Regions from separate parts of the Rattus norvegicus genome. Here region 2 is linked to region 1. A link is a contact called in public Hi-C data. All regions are on one chromosome and are shown on one strand. Each heading gives the region's core, a stretch centred on a gene start, on an enhancer-like site or on the middle of the called end of the contact. The rest is flanking DNA. Distances are from core to core; before and after follow the strand shown. Region 1 holds the start of LOC108351166 (a long non-coding RNA gene). Region 2 has its middle 78 kb from the start of Zfp36l2.

Region 1 (7,104 bases), core at 2,788-5,287:
AACCGGAGCACCTGGGGCTCCTAGTCTGTCACTCCCAGGAAACAGCCCAGTTGTGGTGGCACACGCCTGTAATCTCACACCAAGAAGGTAGGAGAGAGAAGTCACCGAAGTTTGAGGCAGGACAGCAGCAAAAAGCAGGAGGGGGAAGGGGTGTTCTAGCACTCAGGAAGGAGGCAGGAGAATCCACTTAAGTTTAAGACCAGGCTAGTCTCCATAGAGTCCCAGGCTAGCCAGGCAAACAGCAAGACACTACCCCGAGAAGGTAGAGTAGAAGAGAGGATACTGGGGGTGAGGGGGGGCGGTGTTTCAGGAGAAAGGAAGGGAGGGAGGCAGGCAGGCAGGGAGGGAGGAGCTAGAGGCATGGAGCACCAAGACTGGGAGCCTGGAGATGTTGGGAACAAGCTCATCCTGTCTCCCAACAGAGTAAGGACACTTCCAGAAACTCAGCAACCCCTGGACTCAGCTGCCGCCTATCTCGTGTTTCTCAGGTTTGTGGGAGTCTAACGTGGCCAGGCCCGAGTTTGCGGTTCTGCTGTGGAAGGAATCGGCTTTGTATGGAAAGACATACATACATACATGTATGTATGGTTTATGACACCAAAGGGGAAAAGCAAAGGAGGAAGCTTCTGAAACACCGGTACTGCATGCCCAGTGCAGTGTTTTGTGTTTTCAACTTTGTTTTTGCGGATTTTGTTTTTTATGGGTGTTTTTTTTTTGGGGGGGGGGTTGCTTTTTTTTTTTAACCCTTGGCAACCTTGTAAAGGGAATTTGAGGATTCCCATTTTTATACATAGGACTCAGAAAAGTCAAAGCAATTCAGAGGTGAGGGCAGCCCCTCTAACCAGCCCGAGTTGGGGCCTCGCTGGGGGCGGGACGAGCGGAGAAGGTGTGGACTTGGCAGGGGACATCCTCCTGCCTGCCTTTATTGTTCGCAGAACCGAAAAAGTGATGGTAGCTTTCCTTCCTGTCTTTAAGAAAACAACAGAATCAAAACAAACAGAGAAGGGGAACTCCCCTCCTCCGGCCCTTGCCAGAAAGAAAAGGAAGCTTTCCTGCCTGCGGCGACCTGCGCTACTTCAGGCTGGGACAGAGGCTGCTAAGCCAGCTAAGCCAGCACCCACACTAAACCCCGGGGCTGCCAGGTCCCCTGCTTACTGAGTCTGGTCTTAGCTTACTTCCAAGAAGGGACACAGGCGCACATGAGGCAGCTAAAGGCCAGGGCCAGGAGGAAACGGAAATACAAAGTCCAAGACCTAAAACCAACGGCTCTGGAAATAACTCCCAGTTGGTTCACACAGTGCTCCCAGACCCCGCCTCATTTCTTAGTGCCCAAACTACCCACACTTACTGAACTCAGAAAAGGGGCGTCACCCCCCAAGGTCCTATCCTCCCTGTCCTGGACTTGCCTGTGTGTGCCTCGAGGACCTTGCCAACAAAGTCTAGAACAGCCACAGTGCCCTTGATAACGAAAGAGACCCTTCACCTTACCCAGATCGCTCCTACTTGGCTCTTTTAGTCACAGATAGCTTGTGGTAACTGTCTACAGTGACTGACAGCCAGAGTGATTTCTACCCCTCTAGACAGAGGTCTGAGGCCTCAAAGGTAGCAGTGTCACCATTACCAAGTTCACAGTGACAATGTTTCCTCTGTACAGGTCCACTGGATCAGACTCTGCTTTTGCAGACACTCTAAGGCCATCTGTGCCCGTTGAAAGCTTTAGTTCAATTAAGGAATTTGTCTGTGGTCTGGGTTCACAGTGAGCTGGTCACTGAGAGAATAGTTATTCTCCACTGAGGCTAATTAGTCTCAGGAAACGGTAAGTGACTAGTGCATTCCGCACTCAGGCCTGTACCTGCCCCTTTGGGAAATGTCCGCTGTCTCCCAGGGCCAGAGAGAACCTGTGGTGTGGAGTGGAATCCAAAGGGAAACTGCTCGGAGGCTGGACTAGGGAGAGAGTCAAAGTGATGTTTCTTCTAGATCTGTTGTTGGACAACTGCTGGTCCCAACTGCCTGCTGGGTCGTTCCTGTCCTAGGTCCTGCACTTAATGTCCCTGAGTTGGCATCAGCTGAACGAACAGCCACTTCCTGAGCTTTGCTGGCAGCAGGCGGCCAGAGGTCAGAGGTCAAGGAGGGTTGCTCTCTGAAGACCAGGCCAGAGCAGAGCTGAAACTGGGTCTTCTGAGCCCCTGCACAATCTCTTCCTTGGCATCCCCACTGCCTGAGGCCAGTTACCAGTTCTCATGTAATATTCAAACCTCATCTCCCTTCCTGATCTCTTATCAAAGCACAAAAGCCAGCCCGAACCCTGCCTTCCCTCCAAAGTTTCTGCTGGCTCCCCATTGCTCAGTGGATCTGGAGAACAAGGGTTAATGGCTACTCTCTTGGATCATGATCCTGCAGCTGGATGAGCAGATTGGTTGGAGGGCAGATACTCTGGGACAGTTAGTTGCCTTGCGTGTGGCTGCCTTCCCAAAGGCCCGGTTCCAGTCACAGTAGGCATTTGTCTTTCTCTCTTCTGTCTTTCCTGAGTATGGTGACTCTAGGACCTTGCACATACTGCCCAAGCCACTCTGGAAGTTGTACACGCCTGTGTAGCCCTGGCCTAGAACTTGCTGTAGACCAAGCAGGCCTCACACTCAGAGATCCATCTGCCTCTACCCTGAGTGCTGGATTAGAGGTGTGCACCACCCACCAAGTTGGCCTTAAATCCTCCTGCCTCAGCCTCCCAGATAGCCCAAGCCTAGGTAAGACCCGGCTCTCTCTCCCACCTCTAGAAAACCTCCTACCCTGAGGCCCCACCATCCTCCCTGCACACAGGGCAGATAAGGCTCTGTCAGTTCAGGGCTCTATTGTAGAGCGGTTATCTGTTGTCACAGCTGGCTCTTCTGATCCCGGGCCTCGCCAACCCAACCGCCCTTCTCTGGGGTCTGACTCAGTGGCACCCTAGGAAGCTTTGCATGAACAAATCAGTTTGCTCTGTAACTTCCAGTCAATTCCCTCTGCCCTGCTGACGCCAAGAGAACATCCTGTCCTGGGTAACTGGGAAGAAGTGGCTGGCCTGTGGGTATGTGGTGTGTGTGTGTGTGTGTGTGTGTGTGTGTGTGTGTGTGCGTGTGTGTGTGCGTGCGTGTGCACATGCAGAGATCACTGGTGTGGTTTGTGGCACCTGCTATAACCTGAGAGAATCATCGATGAGTAGATGCTGTACTAAGCATTTGTACTATATCCTCACGTGGCTCTAAGGGAGACCCTGGGACTACGTGGAAATGCATAATTATAATAATTATTATTTATTATATAAAATATTCATAGTATTGTTGTTTTCCGAGACATGGGTTTGAACTTGCTTTGTAAAGCAGGCTGGCCTCAGATTCACACCTGCCTCTGCCTCCCCAAATGCTAGGATTAAAAGAGCACCAGCACCAGCACCAGCACCACCACCCATCTTGGAAGTCTTTTTAAAGAAGTCTGTGTGGGGGTGTATTCCACAGGTAAGGCCCTTGCCTGGCTGGCATGAGATTCTACATTCCATCTCCAGCACCAAATAAGGAGTAAATAAGTATAAACAGGAAGTCTGTTTCCCATGTAGGGACCAGTGCCAGTGACCCTCCCACAGGACCTATCTTTCTCTATGTGATCTCCAGCTGTCACCCCATCAAGTCCCCACCTAAAGGGGCTTCAGCCACCACCCAGCAGAGCCCAGGACTGGGGCCCAGGATTCATCCTGACTTGCCATCCACCTCCAACTGGGGTTCTGGCACAGGCCACTGGGTTCAGGTTTCAGTGTTTTCCTGTCTAGGGCACTTTCTATTTTTCAATACTTTCCCTATCACAGCCAAATAACAGAAAAAGGAAATTGGTTGAACCTCCTAAAGACAGGGGGGGAGGGGGCAGTGAGGGAGGGGAGGAGAAGTGGGGGAGACAGGCCAAGCTAGCTTGGGAAAAGCTGGAGGCCAGGCTGCTGGGTACCACTCCCCCTCCCTTCCCAGGCTGACTCACACCCCCTTCTCCTTCCAGGGCTGACTCATTGTTTCCCCACAAACAGCAGGCCTGCCAGGCCCGGGTTCTTTCTTAATGAACAGCCCCAGAGCCTGCTGGATGCCATCCTGGCCTCCCAACAGCTGGGCCAGGCCCAGAACAACTGAGTTATCTCTGCCTGCACCCTGTTGGCGAGGGAGAGCCGCTCCAGGGAGAAGAGAGGGGTGTGGGCAAGGCAGTGTCCTGGGAGCAGCCATCTAACAGAGCTTGGGCTTCTGGAAGATTAGGGGGGTGATGGGGGTGGCCAAGCAAGGCCCAGGCTCCCCATCTGTAAAATGTTGGAAGAACAATCCTGCACCTTAGAGGCGTTTGGTGAATCAGTGACTTTGCCTTTATCCCTTCGCGGGTGCAGCATGCATGCAAGCATTTGTGTTGTGCAGAATAAGCCTTGTGTTCTGCAACCCAGGCTACGTCTTTGACCATAAGGATGGCTGTAACTTTTTTTTTTGAGGCCGAGGTCTCATGCAGCCGTCGGCGTCCAGAATGGCCTTGACTTCTTAATCCTCCTGGTTCCCCTTCCCCGAGTGAGTGCTGGGATTACTGAATTACACCACCGCCCTCAGGTTTATGCTACTCATTTTTAAAAGATCTATATGTCTCCTGCGGTTGGGGTAAAAAAAAAAAAAGTGTGTGGGGACCTAGTGTTAAATGAAACACCCAGAACCCCAGGGGATATTCAGCTGTGGGGGTGGTGTGAGGGTCCCAGCAGGCCCTGCTCCTTCCCTCAGCACCCCTCAGTGAAAGCATTGATGATTCCCAGCAGGATCTAGCCAGAGCCCCTAAACCCCTTTTCTCATGGAAGCTGTGGTGGGCAATCCTCTGGGGAGCTGGGCGCCAGCTCCTGAGGATAAACCTGCCCACCTGGGCCACTGCTGAAGAGGCTTTAGGTTTCCATCCTAAGCCCACGGGGATGAAGTGGTGGGGGAGGGGAGCCCAGGCTCACTGTGTTCTCATCCGAATCAGTGATCCAAATTGCTGGAAATTCGCCTCGACAGAGGTGTGCTGGCCTGACCTGGCCTGGCCAAGGCCCCAAGTCCAACCCCTAGGATCATCAAAAAAGAAAGAGGAAAAATGAGTGGAATTCCTATCTAATTTCTCCAGCTGGAGTTGTAGATTTGAATTGGGCTGGACAGTTCTGGAAGTTAGCGCCCATCTCTGACCCTCCATTTCCTTGTCCTTATTTATTTATTTATTTATTTAGGTTCTTTTTTTCGGAGCTGGGGACCAAACCCAGGGCCTTGCGCTTCCTAGGCAAGCGCTCTACCACTGAGCTAAATCCCCAACCCCTTCCTTGTCCTTATTAAGAGAAGAATCCTTGCCTTGAGCAATGGGACAGAAGAAGGCACCCCAGACACAGCTGAGTAGCTAGCCCGGTGTAGAAACAACCTTCTTTAACAAATCCAGCAGGTTTCTCTCCCCACATCCTAGCCTTGGAGCTCTGTGCCTGACCCACTCACCCTCAGGTCTTGCCCAGGTCACGCCTTGTGGTCCCTCTTCTTAGCCTGACTCCATTCACAGTGGCTCTTGTCCCTTCCCACCTGCCCCATCCTTTTGACTGAGAGACCTGACTTCTCACCCTTAATGTACAGCTCACTTTATGGTGCCCATACTACAGAAGCGAACCATGCTCAGTTGCTGACTTATTTTATACCTTTTGTGATTTTATGGGTGTTTTGACAGAATGCATGCCTGTGTGCCATTTGTATGCCCTGTCAGTACTTTTAGAAGCCAGAGAGGACCTCAGATTTCCCTGAAACTAGAATTACAGACAGTTGTAAGCCACCATGTAGGTGTTGGGAATCAAAGCCGGGTCTTCTACAAAACCAGCCAGTGCTCTTAATTACTGAGCCATCCTTTTACCCCAAGACCTATTTTTAAACTTTAGAGATAAGGTCTCACTTACCGTGTAGCCCTGACTGTTCTAGAACTTGCTCTGTAGACCAGAGTGGCTTTTAAACTCAGAGATCTGTCGCCTCTCCAGTGCTGGGGAAGGTGGGCACGAGTGTGTGTGTGTGTGTCTGTGTGTCTGTGTGTCTGTGTGTGTATGTGTTTGTGTGTATGTGTGTGTATTTGTGTGTATGTCTGTTTGTGTGTATGTGTGTGTGTTTGTGTGTATGTGTGTATGTATGTGTGTGTCTGTGTGTGTCTGTGTGTATGTGTTTGTGTGTATGTGTGTGTGTTTGTGTGTATGTATGTTTATGTGTATGTGTGTGTTTGTGTGTATGTGTGTATGTATGTGTGTATGTGTGTGTTTGTGTATGTGTGTTTGTGTATGTTTGTGTGTATGTGTATATGTGTGTGTTGTATATGTATGTGTGTCTGTGTGTTTGTGTGTGTATATGTATGTGTGTCTGTGTGTGTCTGTGTGTTTGTGTGTGTGTTTGTGTATGTGTGTCTGTGTTTGTGTGTGTATGTGTGTGTTTGTGTGTATGTGTGTTTGTGTGTGTGTGTGTGTGCGCGCGCGCGCGCGCGTGTGCACGAGTGTGTGTGCGGGCTCCCAAGGAGGTCAGAGAGATCTGATCCTTGGGAGCTGAAGTAACATGTGGTTGTGAACCACCCAGTTTGAGAGCTAGGAACTTGTATCTAGGTCCTCTGCAAGAGCAGTAAGTGCTCTTAACTACTGAGCCATCTCACCAGTCCAACAATGGCCAATTTTGGGCCCCAGAGATTAGGATGATGTCTGGGCCTCTCTGCTGACTAGCAGTGTGATCCCACACAGGTCCTGAGTCATCTCACACCTCCCCGAGGGCTGTGGTAAATGGTGCAAGGAGACCCAGCACGTCCAGGCGAGGAGCTATGAGGGTGGGCTTAGTCAGCCGCACCTTCTCTCACAAGAGATTGAAACTCCTACTGGCCTTAAGCAAAGAAGAACTCATTTAGTACATTCTGATAGCTCCCTCCAGTCATTGAAGGACTCAGCACTAAGCCACATGCCGTGAGGGGTGCAAACAAGTCATAGCTGTCTGGGACAGCTCTATGTGACCAGAGTAGGGTGTCCTTGAAGGGAGTTTCCTGAGAATCCTTCCTAACTTGCCCCTGTTGAAGGCCAGTACCACAGAGCTTCCC
Region 2 (7,104 bases), core at 2,984-5,483, 40 kb before region 1:
TGGCAGCTCACAAACACGTATAGTGCCAATCTCAGGGGATTTCAGGCCTTCTAGGTTCTATAAGCATGCATACATGTGGTATATAGACATGCATGTTGGCCAAACACCCATACATATAAAATTAAAATAAAGATGAAAACCTTTAAAGAGAAACACTGCGGTACTCTCAGAGCTGGCTCTCTGCTTAGAGGTCTGTGTCTCATTGCTTTGACATTCCTGATTCCGTTCTCCATGTTTGAAACCTTACTCAGAGAAGGACCCACATTTCTCCTTAGATCCCACGAGGTCCAGAATACACGGAGGTCAAATTCTAGGTTTGTATGGACAGCATACAAAGAAAGCCACACCCCTCTGAAAGTGTCCCCTGCTAGCTTTGCACTTCTGATGTTCTCAGGGACAAGCCTTGAGAGCTGGGGACTATGATGTAACCCTGCTCTCTTGGAACGAATGTGCACTCAATCTACGACTACAGTATGGCTCAGTATTTGCAAACCAGGCCAGTCTGCTTCCAGAGACTCCGGGAGCTACCCTGACCACTGCTTGGGTTCATAGAGCTAGACTATGTGGACCCACCAGGCACACACAGTGAGCCTCAGTGTGAACCACACCCAACATGAGCCCCAGGAGACACAGTCAACAAGTACAAACTGACGGGGTGACCTGGGTTGGCTGTCTGTCTGTCCACTTCTGCATCAAACCCTTACCTCACTTAAGTGTGGGCAAGGAAGCTGTGAGGAACCCTGCAAGGATTTGTAGCAAATAATAAATAACTTTTTAACATGAATATCTCCCAAGTAATATTCGAGATACATCTATACTGAAAAAAAATTGTGTGATGTCTGTCAGAAGCCTACTCCTTAGGGGCTGCACCAGGCAAAAACCCTACGGAACCAGAAAAACATAGGGAATAACTAAGAACCACTGAACTCAAAACCATTGACAGCGCCAAGCGCTGACACGGACATAGGGTAACTGGAACCCCGATACACTTCCCATGCGCTGTGAGGTGCACAGAGATGCTTGAGAAAGGAGGCCAGCTGCTTTCTCTTACAAGGAACTGCCAGCCAGGTGTGGAGGGATACACCTTTAATCCCAACGGAGTTCAAGGCTAGCCTGGTCTACTGAGTGAATTCCATGACAGCTGGGGCCACAACCAGAGAAACCCTGTCTTGAAAAACAAAGCAAAACAAAAGTAAAGAATCAGAAAGTGAAGGAAGGAAGGAAGGAAGGAAGGAAGGAAGGAAGGAAGGAAGGAAGGAAGGAGAGAGAGAGAGAGAGAGAGAGAGAGAGAGAGAGAGAAGAGTAAAGGATGCTTCCCAGACCAACACAGCCTCTGAGCCCAGTGCTCCTTGGGGACAGGCCTGTGTGACATCCATGGACCCCTTCATTCCACTGGCATGCCCGCAAGACCTACAACTCTGTCAGAAAGGACCCAATGGCCAGTCCCTCAGCCACACACACAGCACATGTGGACATCCCCTCACTGAGGGAAGTGAGGCCATCAGATGGTTAGACGCACACACCAAACCATCCCATGAAGGCGAGATCTGGGCCCACAAGCCCACACCAATACCCACGATGAGCTTGCCCACAGCCCCACCCAGTTGTACACTTGTCTCACACACACATGCCCAAACAGATCACGAACTGCAGTCACCTACCTACACACACTGACACACACAGTCCCTTAAGGTGACAGGAACTCAGCCAACCCTAGACAGGCCGCACCTGCAGTTTACATCCTGAACCCAAGTGCCTGAAATGTTTCTGGGGCCCATCTCTCCCAACTGCCATACCTCAGGGCTCCCAGAGAAAGGGCCTCATTTTCACTCTACGCTAAAGCAGTAGGTTTGCTTAAAACTTCATTCTAGGAACTGAAATGGCAACTGTGATGATTATAACACTAGACTACATATTTTATATATTATATTATATTATATTATATTATATTATATTATATCCACATTTGCCAGCATGTATTGAGCACCAGCTACACACACACACACACACACACACAACTTTGCAGCATTTGACCCCAGGGCTGGCCCCAGAACATTCCCTGACCCACAATGCCATGGGATAGATCCAAGGATATTGGGCCTTTCCCGTGTCTCAGGTACATGCACACTCCTGGCCCCCAGGAGATGCTGCTGTGCGGCTTAGCTGTGGAGAATGCGAGAGCAGGGGAGCATCAGGGGGCACTTCCTGTTCTCCTCAAAGCTCTATCCTTTGTTTAGTCAGGTTTGGGCCCTGGGTGTGGACTTGGAGGCGGTCCTTTGAAAGGAAAAGCAGGTTTGAACCCTCACATGGGGGTGCTCTGGATCTCCATGGCTTGAGAGGGTGAGAGAGCCTCCCTCCCTGCACACTCACATCCCTGCCCCTCCTTTGGAGCGCCACCCCCAGGAAATGGGAGCCAGGACCCTACAGAGTTCTCCACAGGAGACAGTAGCCTCCATGTGGGCACGAGAACCCTGGACTGCCCAAGCCCACCTAGAAGTGTGCAGAAGAAGGCTGTGTCATGATGATTAGCCTCTGGGACACTCCTAACTCCAACTAAAGGGGGATGCCTTCCTCGGCCCCCACTGCTGCACTGGGGCCTGGCCAACAGCTGTTCCTGGCTGAAGGTTCAGCTCTGTCCCACCCACCCAGTCAGTCCCTAGGGGACACGCAAGCGGCTTTGATGCGCTTGTCAAAGCGTTCTTGTTCTGACAGCTGTTTCCCAGGAGGGCACTTACTGCCACAACCACCTCCCACATCTGGCTCTGGGAATAGTGCCCCACCCATCAGCAGACAGAAATGCTGAACACACAGGGACAGCTGAGGGCCTCAGCCCATTGGGACTGAAAGGGGTCATTCCATCCCCATTTATAGACGAGGTCAGGTACTCTCTGCTCCCAAGGGCTGGCCACAGTACCCTAAGGGCTCTAATTCAGGTCTGAATCCTCCTCCTTGGCTTAGGCCCAGCTCCACTTGCACAAGCCACATTCAAACCAGAAAAGTGTTGCAGGGTACCCAGAACTAGAAAGGACAAAGAAGGAACAGTTAGAGTGGACTCAGAGTCCTTGCTCTGTCCTCTCAGTGGAGTGATCATGTCTCCCGTGGGACCCATTGACCTTGGTCACTATAATAAAAAAATACCAGATCTGAATTTATTTCAATCAGCATTCATAACCTGGGCTATTCTCTGTGCCTTGTAGGACAGTCACTGCATCCCTGACATTTATTCTAAGATGCCAGTAGCATCCAGCCCCTACCCACATCCCCAGAATTATCAATAGACATGGCCAATATGCCCCAGGGGCAAGACCACACAAATACGAGCACAGCTGATCTTAAAATTACTTTAGTCCCAGCACTGTGGAGCTGAGGCAGGAGAACAGTAAGTTCAAGACTAGCCTGGGCTACATAGTAAATGTGAGTCCTGTCTGGGCTTTGTAAGACTGTCTAAAACAAAAGGGCACATACGATCTGTCCCTGGACCTTCTCAGAGCTCCAGGAAAAAAGGCAGCAGATAACCTATGTGCAAGGATCGGGTAACATATGTACAAGACAACGCAGTATGTGTGAGAAGTCTGCAAAAGCCTGAGGCCATCTAGGAAGGCTTCCTGGAGGAAGGGGGAGTTTTTATTTGGCTAGATACAAGCAGCCTGGAAAGAAAATAGTGTAGGGGAAGTCTCAAGAGCAGTACAAGGGGCTCATGGTGGGGAAGAGCTTGCTGACTCTCCCAGAGGCCGTTGGGAAACCCTCTACTGTGTAGTGAGGGTCTGACAGAGGAGATAAGCAGGCGGGACTCAAGATCGCCCTGCCTTCTGCAGATCTGAAGAGGGTCAAGCCCAGAGTAAGCAGGGAGGATTCCTCACTCCTCAAGCCTGCTCCTGTGTGATGTCCCCCACCAGTCCATGTGGCTTGGGTTGGCAGAGATTTCAAAGACCCAGGAGCCTACTAAACTTTATCCTGGGAACCCCAGCTCTCCCATTCCACCCCCCAGCCCGGACTTAATACTGCATTGGCTTTTCGAGGCACTTTTGATTTAAAATGGGCTTCCAGAGGGAAAGACCCCCCCCCACCCGGGGTCAAAGTTAAGGAATGTGGGGTTCGGGCTGCCCACAGGGAGCTTCTGAGAGATCCTACCAGCAGGGGGCGCTGTGAACCCAGGCACACGGTCCAGGCTTGGGGAGGGAGGCGGCAGCCACATGGTGAAGCCTCCAGACTCTGAGCCTAGCTCCACCCCAGGGAGCTTGCGGGCCTGTGCTCAGCATGGTGTCCCCTCCTCCCGGCTTCCCAGGCTCACCCACCCTTACCCCTCACCTGAGGAAGGAGAAGCCATTGTGCTGACCATTTGGCTGATGATGCAGCAAGGTCAGAGAGAACAGAGACTCAGCAGCCTGCTGCAGATGCGGGTTGACCCACCGGCATGCCAGTGTGTCAGCCCCATGTGGTTGGGGCAACCTTTGGGCCTTGTTGGCAAGCCTACGCTGTCCTCAGGCTGACACTGCATGCTGCAGAGGCTAGCGTGGACAACCCCACGTCGTGAGAAGTGCTGGCCAAGGGGAAGAGGTACATGCTCAGGCCCAAGTCGTGTGGAGTAGAGGGTAACCAGCACAGCAGGCAGAGAGCAAGTGGACACCGTCCTGCGTGAATTCTCTCTCAGCAGCTAGCTCTGACAACAATGAGCCACGGTTGGCATGCAGGGGTGCTTGTGTACGCGCGCGCGCGCGCGCGCGCACACACACACACACACACACACACACACACACACACACACACACACACACACACTGCCTGGGGTGCTGGGTGACATGTTGAGGACCCATCTGAGAAGCAGGTGTGGCTATGAGCCCATCTGATAGATGAGAAAATGAAGGCTCAGTAAAAGTAGCCTTGGAGAGTTTCTGAGATTCCCAGGAGGAAACCAGCACACCCCAAGTCTGCCTAGCACTCACCTGTGCTCCCAGAGCTCCTGCTGGGCCTAGAGGTCTAAGTAAATAAAGTTTGGAGCCCAGCCTGCAGAATCTGTGGCTGAGGAGAGTGCTACTGAGGATGGAGGGGAGTGGACAGGACCTCCTGGAGACTCCAGGAAGGAGCCCAGCAGGCCGCCTGGCTGTTTCCAGTCAGAGACCCTCCTGGAGGGGGCAAGCCTTGAACAACAAGCTTGATTCCTGAACAAAGGCAAACAATTGGTTCACACCAGCCAATCCCCTCAGTACCTCCTCCCTCCTCTCCCCACTCCCCCGCTTGCTGGTACCCGGCAGCATCCAGGTCCAACTAGAGAGGAAGGCAGAAGCTACCAGGAAAATAGGGCACCAGATCTGTGGGTTCAACCAGCCATTCTTGCTAGGTATTGACTAAGCTCTTAGAAAAATGGAGAGTAGGGTCTGGAAGCACACACCAGTCTTTGCCTACTCAAGAGGCTGAGACGGGGGAATTTTGAGTTTCAGGAGCGCTTGGACAATTTAATGAAAAATCTTCTTAAGATAAAAAGAGAATAAAATACATTTTTTAAGAAGAACCAGGCATGGTATTGGTATTATACACCTACAGTCCTATAAAATAAAATTAATGTTTGCTTTCGTTTCTTAAGAGAGGGGGAAGAATTCAAAAGACAGGCAAACCCAGGATGTGTGCTCTTGCCAACAAAGACAATCAGGGTTGAGTAGGATTAGAACCAGGTCTGCAACTGAGGAAGGGGTACAACAGTTGGAGCCCCAGGAGAGCTGGCTAGGGTGTGTTCTAGAACTTGGGAAAGGATCCCTCTGGTCTAGGCAGACCACAATCAAGAGGTCAGCAATGGTGACAAATCTGGAGGTCTACTGCCCCAAGAGCACTGATGAGAATTCAACTCGGGGCAGAACAGGACCAAGAGCTCTGAGGTTTAGCCAGGTGGCCTTAACCCTTTTCCCAGTGCTCCAACCTCTCTATTGTCACCACAATGCTTGCCTAGCAGTGGCTCTGTGTGACAACGGAGCACTGAAGTCCTGGAGGCTGCAGCCTCCTGTGGGGCCAATGTTGCAGGAGAGACAGGAGAAGACAGTGCTGGGCAAAGCTTCTGGCTCCTAGGGCTGGGCTCCAGTGCACAAGGTGCTCTGGGCTCTGCTCCTCAGCTGATGGTGAAGATGTTACGACCTTAGTAGTGGGCTCTCTTGCTTTTTGTGGTTTCCTTTTTGCACCTTAGGAACAATTTCTTTTGTTCCAGATAACTGAAGGGAAAGTGGACGCTGTTTAAAAGTCTGTACCTGAGGAGCTGTCTCTTGGGGTCCCAGAGGGCAGCCTGGTGGGCTGGCATTTCTTCCTGCCTGTCCATGCAGGTATCCTCCTGGCACGGGGTTGGGGTTTGGGCTGCCTCGTATGCCAATCTGGGCCTCCTCTTGCTATTCAACTCCACTGACAGGGAAGACCAGTATGGACCTGCCCTTTCATCCTGCTTCTGACATGAAGTCATATGTACTCCCGGCCACTGTTCCATTGATCCACGGGTCACCTCTGAGAACAAGGACAAGAAGGGAAACAGATACAAGACTGCCAGCTTCACATGGGCAGGAGAAGCAACAGTAGGTCCCCAGGAGTGTGACTGTGCAAAGGCCAGCAGGATGTCACAGTCTGGGCCTAGGTAAGCTATGAGACCCAATGACCTCATCCCAGAAGCTCCAGGGCAGAAGTTGGGGAACCCAGGCCTGGGTCACAAGGTGTGGGATTCAGGGCTTCCATTCAAGAATGCAATTGGACATCCTTCCTGGGAGATATTCGGCTGAGGAAAGAGCGGGAGTAACTATGGGGCAGGGTGGAAAAGGGCCTACTGCGCTTAATCCCAGCTTGGTAGCTATCCCTATTGGTAGACAGGGACCTGCAATAGCAAAACCAGGACTGAGTTGGACCTCTAAAGGCCCCTGTGGAGATACCCTGGTGGCCTTACAGGCCAACTCTCCCAGGATATGCCAGGGTGTTAGGCTATGGTTTGTTGCCGAGAAGACGACAGAGGTGGGTGATGTCACCCAGGAATGAAGCAAGCAAGCTACTGATAACATCGACAGTCAGGCTTACTGTGGGCAAGGTGACTCATCCAGACAGCCACAGCCACCAGGACATTGTTGTTGTGCCCAGCCAGTA

What was found. Hi-C and Micro-C count contacts between places; a contact is called where the count stands out from the background.
Region 2: a contact with region 1 is called in a Hi-C map of liver, with 2.9 times the contacts expected there. The contact joins two enhancer-like sites. A contact is called at or near these places in 4 of 12 Hi-C or Micro-C datasets (frontal cortex, hepatocytes and liver).

The regions. Positions count from the first base shown.
Region 1 is chr6:16,276,819-16,283,922 of GRCr8, reverse strand. LOC108351166 (a long non-coding RNA gene) reads left to right here and starts at 359. Exons shown (of 3, transcript XR_010052161.1): 1 at 359-488; 2 at 3,404-3,491; 3 at 4,018-4,664. Within about 2 kb of position 4,037, at least 60 of the 93 cell types and tissues checked have an H3K27ac peak or open chromatin away from gene starts, as enhancers often do. A contact at or near this core is called in liver, where this site is marked.
Region 2 is chr6:16,316,595-16,323,698 of GRCr8, reverse strand. No RefSeq gene overlaps it. Among named protein-coding and RNA genes, the nearest start is that of Zfp36l2, 78 kb to the right of the region's middle. Within about 2 kb of position 4,233, at least 29 of the 93 cell types and tissues checked have an H3K27ac peak or open chromatin away from gene starts, as enhancers often do. A contact at or near this core is called in liver, where this site is marked.